Linked DNA regions of Pan troglodytes: regions 2 and 3 are each linked to region 1. Evidence: chromatin contacts called from public HiChIP or PLAC-seq data. All regions are on one chromosome and are shown on one strand. Each heading gives the region's core, a stretch centred on a gene start, on an enhancer-like site or on the middle of the called end of the contact. The rest is flanking DNA. Distances are from core to core; before and after follow the strand shown.

Region 1 (3,249 bases), core at 471-2,970:
GAGGCAGGAGAATCGTGTGAACCAGGGAGGCGGAGGTTGCAGTGAGCCGAGATCGCACCACTGCACTCCAACCCGGACGACAGTGCGAGACTCTGTCTCAAAAAATAAAAAAAGTTCTCTTGGACAGCATCGTAAACCCTTTCCTCACAAAGCTGGCATTGGATCTAATCTGCCTGCCTCTTTCTCCACATCTTCTTTAAAAAAAATGTAGTAGTATTATTTGTAATCCTAGGAAAAACGTGGCCTTTGGTTTGAATAATGGCTCAACTTCTCACTAGATGTAGTTCTGTGGGCAATTTTACCTATTGTAGCCTTAATCTTCATCTGTAATATGGAGATAATTCCATGTAACTCATAATGAAGGCGAGGAATAACTAAGAATATATAAAGTATCTGGACATAGTTAATTTGTCTCCTTTTGTCCACCCCATGTGTGCGTTGATGCAGAAGAGGCATTCCAATGTTTTCTCATCCAGACTTATGGTGGGGGGGGGGGGTGGTGCCTGCAAAGAGTATGTTTTGCGATCTTGTCCAGGACAGTACTCCGGCCAGGTAGCAGCGAGGCTACCTCAGTTTACTAAAAAAGGGACACGGGTACTGAATATCTGGAAGGACTGGAGGTGGGAGTGGGGGCACCCTGAAAAGGGAGGCTCTACCTTTATGTTTCGATGGGGAGGTGTGTATAGTGACTGTGTGGGCACCGACAGTCCTTCCTCACACGGGGGACTGGGAGTCAGGAGGAACGACTAGGGACTCGTCCAGTTTTCTTCGGGTCCCCAAACGTGGCAAGAGTCCACCCTCTGCAGCGCCAGGCGCCGTACCTCACTTTCTCCATTTGCGGACTCCAGTTCCCAGGATGCTGAGCAGCGGCCAATCTCCTGGCTCTTCTTCCATCCCCCTCCCGGGAAAGACTGCCCCTGGCCAAATCAAGGGGCAGTTGGAATTTCAGGGACCAACGACTGCAAAGGGTATGGAATTAGACAGCGGCCAGAGTCCTAGTTTCGCGGCCTGGGCGGTAAATGAGGCGGCTCCAGGGCCGCGGCGGAGAGGAGGGGTGCTTCGTTCCCACGTGTCTGCCCTGCTGCCGGCCCGGCGCGGTCGGGGTTAACCCGGAGCGGAAGGATCCCGCAGCGTGTGCGTAGAACTGCAGAGTCACAGCCTTTCCTCCGAGAGGGCGGGATCCCTCCGCCGCTCCGCTCCAACACAAAATAGGGCCGCCTCTTCTCCTTTCTCCCCCTCTCGAGTGGGGTGCCCCGGGCAAAAGGCCCCCCCGGATCTAGCGCCGAAGGCTTCACGAATCTTCACGACCGCTGCCCAGCTCTTGGGCCAGGAAATAGCCCCTTCGCAGGAACCACCCTACCGGCCGAACAGGAGGCGGAGGGGGGGAGGCGGAGCGGCGCCGCGCTGCACTACTTTCCTCTCCGGTTGCAAATGGCTGCCTCGTTCCCCACTTTCCGCTCAGTTTCCTGACCCCCCGGTGCCGGGAGCCGGGGTTGGGCCATGCACCTCTAGGCCGCCTGCGATCACAGTCAGCTGGGGGTCGAGGGGGTGCCACCGACCAGAGCCGGCCAGGCCGGGGGCGGGGCAGCTCCCGAGGCCAGAGGGGAAGGGAGGCGAGCGCAGGGCCTGGAGCGGCCGGAGGGGAGCGGGCAGAGGGCTCGCACCGCCCGCCCCTTCCTCTTCCTCGCCTACCTAGCCTCCTCCCTTCCCCGGGGGGAGCAGAAGGTGGGGGGCTCGAAGCCGCCGAGGGTGAGCGCTCGGGGTCGAGAAGCCCGGCGCTGGGTGTGTGTCAGGTTCAGCCCCGCGGCCCCGCCGGCCCCGCGTCGCCGTAGCTCGCGCGGCCCCGGGCGCCGGCCGGGGCGGGGAGAGGGGCTCGGCGCTCCTGCGAGGGTCTCACGTTCCATCCGGGCCAGGCGCGGGGCGGCGCGGCATTCCTTCCGGGCTGCTGGGGAGGCGCCTCGACGTTCCATCTGGAGAGCCTCGACGTTCCGCCCGAGCCCGGCGCGGGCGGCCGGGGCGCTGGCCGGGCCCTAGGACTGAGAGGCCGCCCGGCGACGCGGATGCGGAGCCTGCTCGCCCAAGATCAAAGCCACCGGTGCTCTCTTTGTGTCCGCTCGGGATTCGCCGCCCTGGGGCTGTCCATGGAAACCTAAACTGCTGGAACCTGAGGCAGAGAACCCCTCTTTGGCTTCTTGCTGTTTTTTTGTGGGGGGAGGGTGGCCACTCCGACCTGGATTTACCGTTCTTGGCCCCCCTAAGCCCCCCCGTGCGGGGGGCGGCTGTGATCGCTCTGGCGGTTGGAGGTCGGGGAGCGGCCCGGGCTCTGGCCATGTTCTCGGATGAGGATTTCTGGATCGCCCTGTGAAGAGGTGAGTGAAGTCCGCCCGGCCAGGGCCCAGAAAGGGTTGGACTGGGGGCACAGCCAGATGGACTGTCTTAGCCGGAGCTGGCCTTTAGGTTGGAGAAGGGGGTGCCAGAGCTGGGGAGCGTTCCTTTGGCAGGGTCTGTCAAGGGAACCTGAGCCAGTCACCAGGGCAGAACTGAGGCCTGGTGTCTTGGGGTGTGCCTCTTTAAAGACTGGGGGTTCAGGGAACCACGGGAGTTTGGGAACCTGGCCAGATAGCCTCTCTGCCTGTTTATTTTTGTGTTGGGGGAGCTCGACTAAACTAGGACCCGGGCCCTGATGCCAGCACCAATCCCAGGCTGCTGCTTCTCCCTTCAGGGTTCCTTGTGGGCCTTGGGACAGAGCAACTTGGGATGGTGGGGGAGGGTGATCACTGCCAGGTCAGACTTATGCCAGTTGGACTTTAAGGTTGTTCCTACCGAGTTGGGCACCCAAAGCAGTCCCTGGAAAACTCAAGGAACCCCAGATCCTTCACCAGGCCTTCTTTCACTGGGCAAAGGGAGAGTGTGTGGAAACTGACTAGTTGTGATGAAGGGGGTAGCTGGGGCAAGAAGGAGGCGGGGCTGGGGCAGTTCTGGCTCTGCTGTTCAACTTTAAACTGCCCCTGCCTGGCAAAGTGACCCCAGTGAGGCCGAGTGCTGTCTTAGCCTGCTTTGCCTCCCCTCCTCTTGGGATGGATCTAATCTCCAGAGGATTATAGAGGAGGCCGTTGAGATTTACTTCCTGCGAATGTAGGCTGCAAAAAATGGCTTTTGTCTTTTGCCTTCTCCCGGCCTGGTATGGAGAGCTGGCTGCCCATGAGTCCCTGGCCAGTCCTGCAAGCCCCTCCCAGACCTCTCCAACCC
Region 2 (3,249 bases), core at 318-2,817, 290 kb before region 1:
AACTGTGGCTGCCCTCCCACACCTGGCCCAGGCTTTAGCCACTCTCCTGCCTTCCTAACTCTCCAGGCCATGAGATTTTCCCACAGGTCAAACTTGAAAGGGGTCCTGAATTCCCTTTATTAAAATATCCTGGAAAACTTCGTTTGACCTAGACCTTGGCACCCCACAATTCAACCACCTCTTTCGGAGGCCGGCTTGGAAAGCCACTCCACAGCAGCTGGACGAATCCTCACAATATCAAACTGGACGCCAAGCGTGCCTGCCAGTGTTCCCTCTATCTGGAGCGACCACCAGCCAGCACCCGCTACTCCCAAATTAAGTGGCCGTACCTGGGTGCCCCGCTCCCAGACCGAGTCAGACCAGTCATTTCCTTTGACCACAGAGTGAAAATGGCCCGTCTCGCCCTGCTCCCACTTCCATCCAAATGGACTTTGTCTTTTGTGTCTGTTGTGTCACGGAAGTCCGGCTTCCCCAGGCCAGGCTCCTCCCCAGGGCCCTCCCCGGCCCCCTGGGGATCACATTCCCGCCTGGGACTCCTCCCCGCCCGCCCTCGCGGGGAAACTCGGTGCAAGGCTCTGCAGACGCCTGCAGCTCCGGTGGGCTCAGTGCCCAGCCCGGGCCCAGCACCTCCCACACCACCGCACCATGGCCGCCAGGTGGCGCTGCCGCCGATGGAAGGGCGGGTCCGGGCGGTCCCCGGACACCTTGTGCGGGTACCGAGGCACAGCAGCACAGGACTGCCCCTATGGAGGGGCTGCCTGGCAGGAGCAAGGGACGCTCCTATCTGTAGTGCTAAAAAAAAGGATAAACTCCTGTAAATGCAAGAATACGTCCTTGATTACCTCTTCCCACCCCTACAAATTGAAAGGTGACTCCTCCCTCACCTCAAGCTGCCCGCTCCTCTCTTCACGCTCCGTTGACCTTCAAGACTGCATGGTTCCACCTCCAATTCCCTTAAGGCAGAGACATCCACGGACAGGCTGCAGTGAGGGACATCCAACCCAAGCAGTCCTCAACCCCCCACAGGGCTTGCTTGCCTCACCGGCCCACCTCCGAGCCTTCCAGTTAGGGGCTCTGCTTCTGCACCTGAGCCTGAGACCTGAGGAGCCTCCCAATCCAGGGCTGCTCTGTCCCGCGGGCTATGAACCAGAGGGAGAAACGGGAGCAGAGGGTTGGAGGGCAGGAGGCTCGACCAGGAGGGCGAGGCCGCAGCCCGAGGCTCGTGGTAGTCTGCCTTCCTGCGCCTCTGCGCTGCAACGGAGCTGCAATGCAAGACGCCTTCATTTCAATGTCCCGGGCTCCAATCCCGGGTTCTACTCCGTGAACTTGGCTAAGTCATGCAGCTTCTTGGGCCTCAATTTCCTTCTCTGGAAATCTCGTGGATCTCCGAGGTCCCCCAGTCTGGACTTGCGGGGGCTTCGGGGGACGGTCGGCCTCGCGGGTGTCACCTTCCGGCAGTAGGCAGAGCGCTTCCCTCCAAACGCCCTCAGCCCTCATCTCGGCCTGGAGAGGAAATGCTGCTCTCTATATGACCTCTTAGGGCTCACTGAGGGGCCTAGGCTGGGAGGGGCCCCAAAGCGACGCCTCAGACTGCTGGGGGCGGGGGCGGACAGGAGCGCTGAATAATGAATGAGACTTAATTGGGCCCGCACTGCGCGACGGCGCGCTAAGCTTTGCAAACAGCGCGGGCGGCGGCGGCCGCCGCTGGACAAACAAACTATCTCCCGGCTCAGGTGGTGGGGCGGGGGCGGCAGCCATACAAGGGAGAGGGAAGGGGCTGGCCGCCGGGGCACCCGGGGCCGCAGCGCGCCCCCAGGTTTACTGCCCGAGGAACCCAGAAATGCGGGGCTGCGCTGGCGGCCCAGAGAGTGGGGGTCGGGAAGGGGCTCAGGGTTCGATCTCAGGAAGGGAGGAGTGGGGAGGGAGAGAAGCGGATTGTGCGGGGAGAGCCAGGGGCCCAAGGGCAATGTAAGCGCGAGGAAAAGCTGAAGAAACGAGTGGAGGGCAGAGGAGAGGGGAGAAGTGAGCGAGGAAAAAGCGCACCGGGGGAGGGGCGACGGGGTCGGGGGAGCGGGAGAAGAGCTGTTACCGGGAGGAAAGGGAAGAGCGTTGGAGGAACAAGCGAAGGAAGGCGCGAGGGGCCGGGAGAAGAGGAATTGAAGAGTCAAGGAGAGGGATGGGAGGTGACCGGAATAAGAACGAGGGGGCGGCAGGGCGGGGGGAGGCGCCCCTGCCTCCGCCTCGCCCTGCAGCGCTCCCGGCCTAGCGCTCTCTCCAGCCGCCCGCACTCACTTTGTCACAATTACGGGGCCGTCACTCCGCCCGGATTGTTTTCCCCAAATTGTTGTTCTATAAACTGGTGCAGAGTGGGAGGTGGGGGGATCTGACAAACTGCAGCGAGAGGAAAGGGTCTGAGCTGTGGTGCGGGGCACGGTGGTGCATTTACCCGCAAACTGGCCCCGCGTGGGCGGAGGAATCCAAAAAACCCACGCAGGAATTCTGGTTGCTGCCCCAGCTTCGTCGCTGACCCCGCTTTTAACTTTTTGGCTATTCTCAGCATCGGCTGCCTCGGTTTCCCCAGCAGAGCGTGACAAGGATCGGAGGCTGGGGTGGTGGAGGCGCTTGTAGGTGGGGTCCAAACTTTCCTGCCTGTCCCATTCTGTCTTGTTCTTTACTACCCGGGTCTCCCCGGCGGGGGATGGGTGGTCTATCCCAGCCCAGCGGTCCTCAGAGCGACCTCGAGTGCCTTCTTCCCCCGTGAGTGAGGCTTCTGCCCTCACCCGGTCTCGGCCATCTCCTACCCCGCCTGTGCCCTCCGACCCTCTGCCCTGCGCCGCTCGGTGTCCCAGCCTTTCAATTCGGCAAACATACGTTGCGCGCCCACTGAGTGCCAGCGCTGAGCCAGCCTCACCCCGCCGCCTCTCCCCCCCGCCACCCGCCCCTTCCCGGCCGGCCCGGCCTGTCGGCTCCGTGACAGCAGCCGCCGAAGCCCCGGCCCCGCGGGAGCGGCCAGAGAGGAGCCGCCGCATGGCTGGCTCCGACACTGGCCTCCCCGGCGGCTCCAGGGGCAACGAAGGGTGGCGGCCGCTGAAGCGAGACTGGAGCCTGCCGGGGGAATTGGCAGGGCTGAGCGGGGGAGGGGGAGGCCCTGGGCAGGCTTCTCTCTGGTTCTCTAAGGCCTGTCGTTCTCATTCCGTCGCCCTCCGGTACCGCCCGGGTCCCGACCCCTCCTGGCTTCGCGAGCCTGGG
Region 3 (3,249 bases), core at 275-2,774, 260 kb before region 1:
GCTTGCCGGGTGGTCATGATGGCTACAATTGAGAAGGGGAAGAAGGCAGGCAGAATCTAAGATCAAAGATCAACCAGTTCTCGGGGCACCTGTCCTGCCATCCCTGATACCTCCGCCCTAATCCACGCGCCCACAAGCCCCCGGCGCCTGCAAGACCGCTCTTATGGGTGCTATCTCCAGACACCCCGAGCCTACTCTTTCGCCCTCGGGCCCCAAACTGTCCTCCTCCCTATGAACCCAGCAGCCTTCGTTCCCTCCAAGACCCCCGTGCCTTACCTTGCCGAGAGCCCCTCAGGGCCTACCCAGCTTCCTCCGCTTTTCTTCTGACTCTCTCGGGTACTGCTGGAGCTACTTTCTCAGTTTGTAAAATACGCCAAGCTCTTGATTGGCCCGGTCGCGCTCCCGCGGAGGCCCGCGTAGCCAGACTCAGCCGTCCAATCCGCGGGCATCGCAGGAGGGGCCAAAAGAAGGACCAATTGTCGAACCGCTTTCTGGCGAGGAAAAAAACTGACTCGGATCAATCAGCCAATCCGAGAGTGGAGCGCCGCTGGGAGGCGGGGAAAGAGGAAGGATGGGGCCGTTCCGAGGCCGGGGAAGGCGTAGCCACGGGAGCTCTCGCGAGGCCTCGGGACCGGCTAGGGGCCGGCCATTGGCAGGACCGGGCGAGGTCGCGGTACTGAGGGTACAGTTGATCGTTCCGATTGCTGCCAACGGTGTTGAAGGCTGGCCCGAGCCCCCGACCCGGCTTGACCATAGCACGGCGCCAAGCTTTGGGGACGCCATTCCAGATGCCCATAGAAAATATCTGCGTCCGGGCGCGGTGGCAGGCGCCTGTAATCCCAACACTTTGGGACGCCGAGGCGGGAGGATCTCTTGAGCTGAGTTTGAGACCAGCCTGGGCAACATAGCGAGACCACTCCCACCCGTTTCTCTACAAAATAATAAAATAATAATAATAATCCCTGTGCAGTGGTGCGCGCTTGTAGTCCCAGCCGCTCTGGAGGCTGAGGCAGGAGGATCGTGTTGAGCCCAGGAGGTTGAGGCTGTAGTGAGCTGTGGTCGCGCCACTGCACTCCAGCCTGGGCAACAGAGACCCTGTCTTAAAAAAAATAAAGAGGGAAAGAGAGAACATCTGTACGTTGTCTCCGGGATAAGGAACTGCCTTCAAACGGGCGGAGAGGGCTGGAGGGAATCGAACTGAGCCTAACAATATGTGTGCTCCTTGGAGCCTCACAATCCAGTGAGGTGTCTGATGAGGTGTCTTTCATTTTACGGGTAGGTAACAAGACTCATTGTTTTTGAACCCAGTTACCACAGCACCAGAATTGAATGGCTACTCACAGCTGGGGATTTCCTTGCCTCCAGGTTGCCTTTTGCAGATCTAGAGGTCTGGGGAGAGGGGGCTCACCTGCTGGTTATTGGTGGGCAAGGCTGTGAGACTGAGAGATCCTAGAATATCCTGCTTAAGATGGAAGGGGTAACCCCTAACGGGGGACAGGAAATGAACAACACTTAACAGAACTCTGGTGGATTTTCCCCACCAATCACAGAAGTTATTCTTACACAAGCCAGAAACCGAGGAGTTACTCCTTAACTCCTCCCACTCCCTTTACATATCCCATCTCTCATTCACTCTCACTAATTTTACTATTTATGCATTTTTGGGACAGGGTCTCACTCTGTCACCCAGGCTGGAGTGCAGTGGTGCGATCTCAGCTCACCGCAGCCTCGGCCTCCTGAGTTCCCACCTCAGCCTCTCAAGTAGCTGGGACTACAGGTGCCTGCCACCAGCTAATTTTTGTGTTTTTTTGTAGAGACAGGATCTGGCTACATTGTCTAGCCTGGGGTTACAGGCGTCTTTCCCAGCACTTTGGATGGCCCAGGTGGATCGCTTGAGGCCAGGAGTTCCAGACCAGCCTAGACAATGTAGCAAGATCCTGTTTCTATAAAAAAAAATTTAAAGATACGTAAGGTATCTTTATTAATTGTATGCATCTTTAAAATTCATCTACTTTCAGGCCGTGCGCGGTGGCTCACGCCTGTAATCCCAGCACTCTGGGAGGCCAAGGCAGGGGGGTCACCTGAGGTTGGGAGTTCAAGACCAGGCTGACCAACATGGAGAAAACCGTCTCTACTAAAAACACAAAAATTAGCCGGACTTGGTGGCTCATGCCTGTAATCCCAGCTACTCAGGAGGTTGAGGCAGGAGAATCGCTTGAACCCAGGAGGCGGAGGTTGAGGTGAGCCGAGATCGCACCACTGCAACTCCAACCTGGGCAACGAGAGCGAAACTCCGTCTCAAAAAAAACCCAAACAAACAACAACAAAAAGATCATCTACTTTCGGCTGGGTTTATGACTGTAATCCCAGCACTTTGGGAGGCTGAGGTGGGCGGATCACCTGAGGTCAAGAGTTTGAGACCATCCTGACCAATATTGTGAAACCCCGTCTCTACTGAAAATACAAAAATTAGCTGGGCATGGTGGCTGATGCCTGTAATCCCAGCTACTTGGGAGGTTGAGGCAGGAAAATCGCTTGAACCCAGGAGGCAGAGGCTGCAGTGAGCCAAGATTGTGCCACTGCATTCTCCAGCCTGGGTGACAAGAGTGAAACTCTGTCTCAAAAAAGAAAAAAAATTTCTTACTTTCTCTTTCTTTCTTTCTTTTTTCTTTTTCTTTCTTTCTTTTTTCTTTCTCTCTTTCTTTTTCTTTCTTCCTCTCTTTTTTTCTCTCTCTCTTTCTCTCTCTCTCTCTCTCTTTCTCTTTTTCTTTCTTTCTTTTTTTTTGAGATAGAGTCTTGCTCTCCCAGGCTGGAGTGCAGTGGCCTGATCTCGGCTCACTGCAGCCTCCACCTCCCGGGTTCAAGCGATTCTCCTGCCTCAGCCTCCTTAGTAGCTGGGATTACAGGCACCAGCCACCATGCCCAGCTAATTTTTGTATTTTAGTAGAGACGGGGTTTCACAATGTTGGTCAGGATGGTCTCGAACTCCTGACCTCAAGTGATCCACTTGCCTCGGCCTCCGAAAGTGTTGGGATTACAGGCGTGAGCCACCGCACCCGGCCCATCTACTTTCTTGTTCTTTGTTAGCACCACCCTAATCCACCTCAGTCTCACCTAGGCAATTGCAAGAGTGTCTTAGTTGGTCTCCCATCCCCTATTCTCTCTTTCTCTTCACACTCTTCCATTCTCCATATAGCAGCTAGAGTAATCTTTCCAAAATGCACATCGAGTCAGGCTACCACTATCCCT

The links. HiChIP or PLAC-seq counts read pairs in DNA pulled down with a chosen protein or histone mark.
Region 2: a contact with region 1 is called in an H3K4me3 HiChIP or PLAC-seq map of stem cell-derived excitatory neurons, with 3 times the contacts expected there. The contact joins the promoter of DNAJC22 here to the promoter of KMT2D in region 1. A contact is called at or near these places in 1 of 7 Hi-C or Micro-C datasets (stem cell-derived neural progenitor cells) and 1 of 1 datasets of contacts at active chromatin or transcription factors (stem cell-derived excitatory neurons).
Region 3: a contact with region 1 is called in an H3K4me3 HiChIP or PLAC-seq map of stem cell-derived excitatory neurons, with 2.1 times the contacts expected there. The contact joins the promoter of TROAP here to the promoter of KMT2D in region 1. A contact is called at or near these places in 1 of 7 Hi-C or Micro-C datasets (stem cell-derived neural progenitor cells) and 1 of 1 datasets of contacts at active chromatin or transcription factors (stem cell-derived excitatory neurons).

What each region holds. Positions count from the first base shown.
Region 1 is chr10:46,808,135-46,811,383 of NHGRI_mPanTro3-v2.0_pri, forward strand. KMT2D (lysine methyltransferase 2D) reads left to right here and starts at 1,721. Exons shown (of 56, transcript XM_063785689.1): 1 at 1,721-2,369.
Region 2 is chr10:46,520,061-46,523,309 of NHGRI_mPanTro3-v2.0_pri, forward strand. It overlaps DNAJC22 (DnaJ heat shock protein family (Hsp40) member C22), which reads right to left and starts at 1,568. Exons shown (of 3, transcript XM_522378.8): 1 at 885-1,568.
Region 3 is chr10:46,544,862-46,548,110 of NHGRI_mPanTro3-v2.0_pri, forward strand. It overlaps TROAP (trophinin associated protein), which reads right to left and starts at 1,525. Exons shown (of 16, transcript XM_016923482.4): 1 at 1,409-1,525; 2 at 277-491; 3 at 1-22. The coding sequence starts at 17.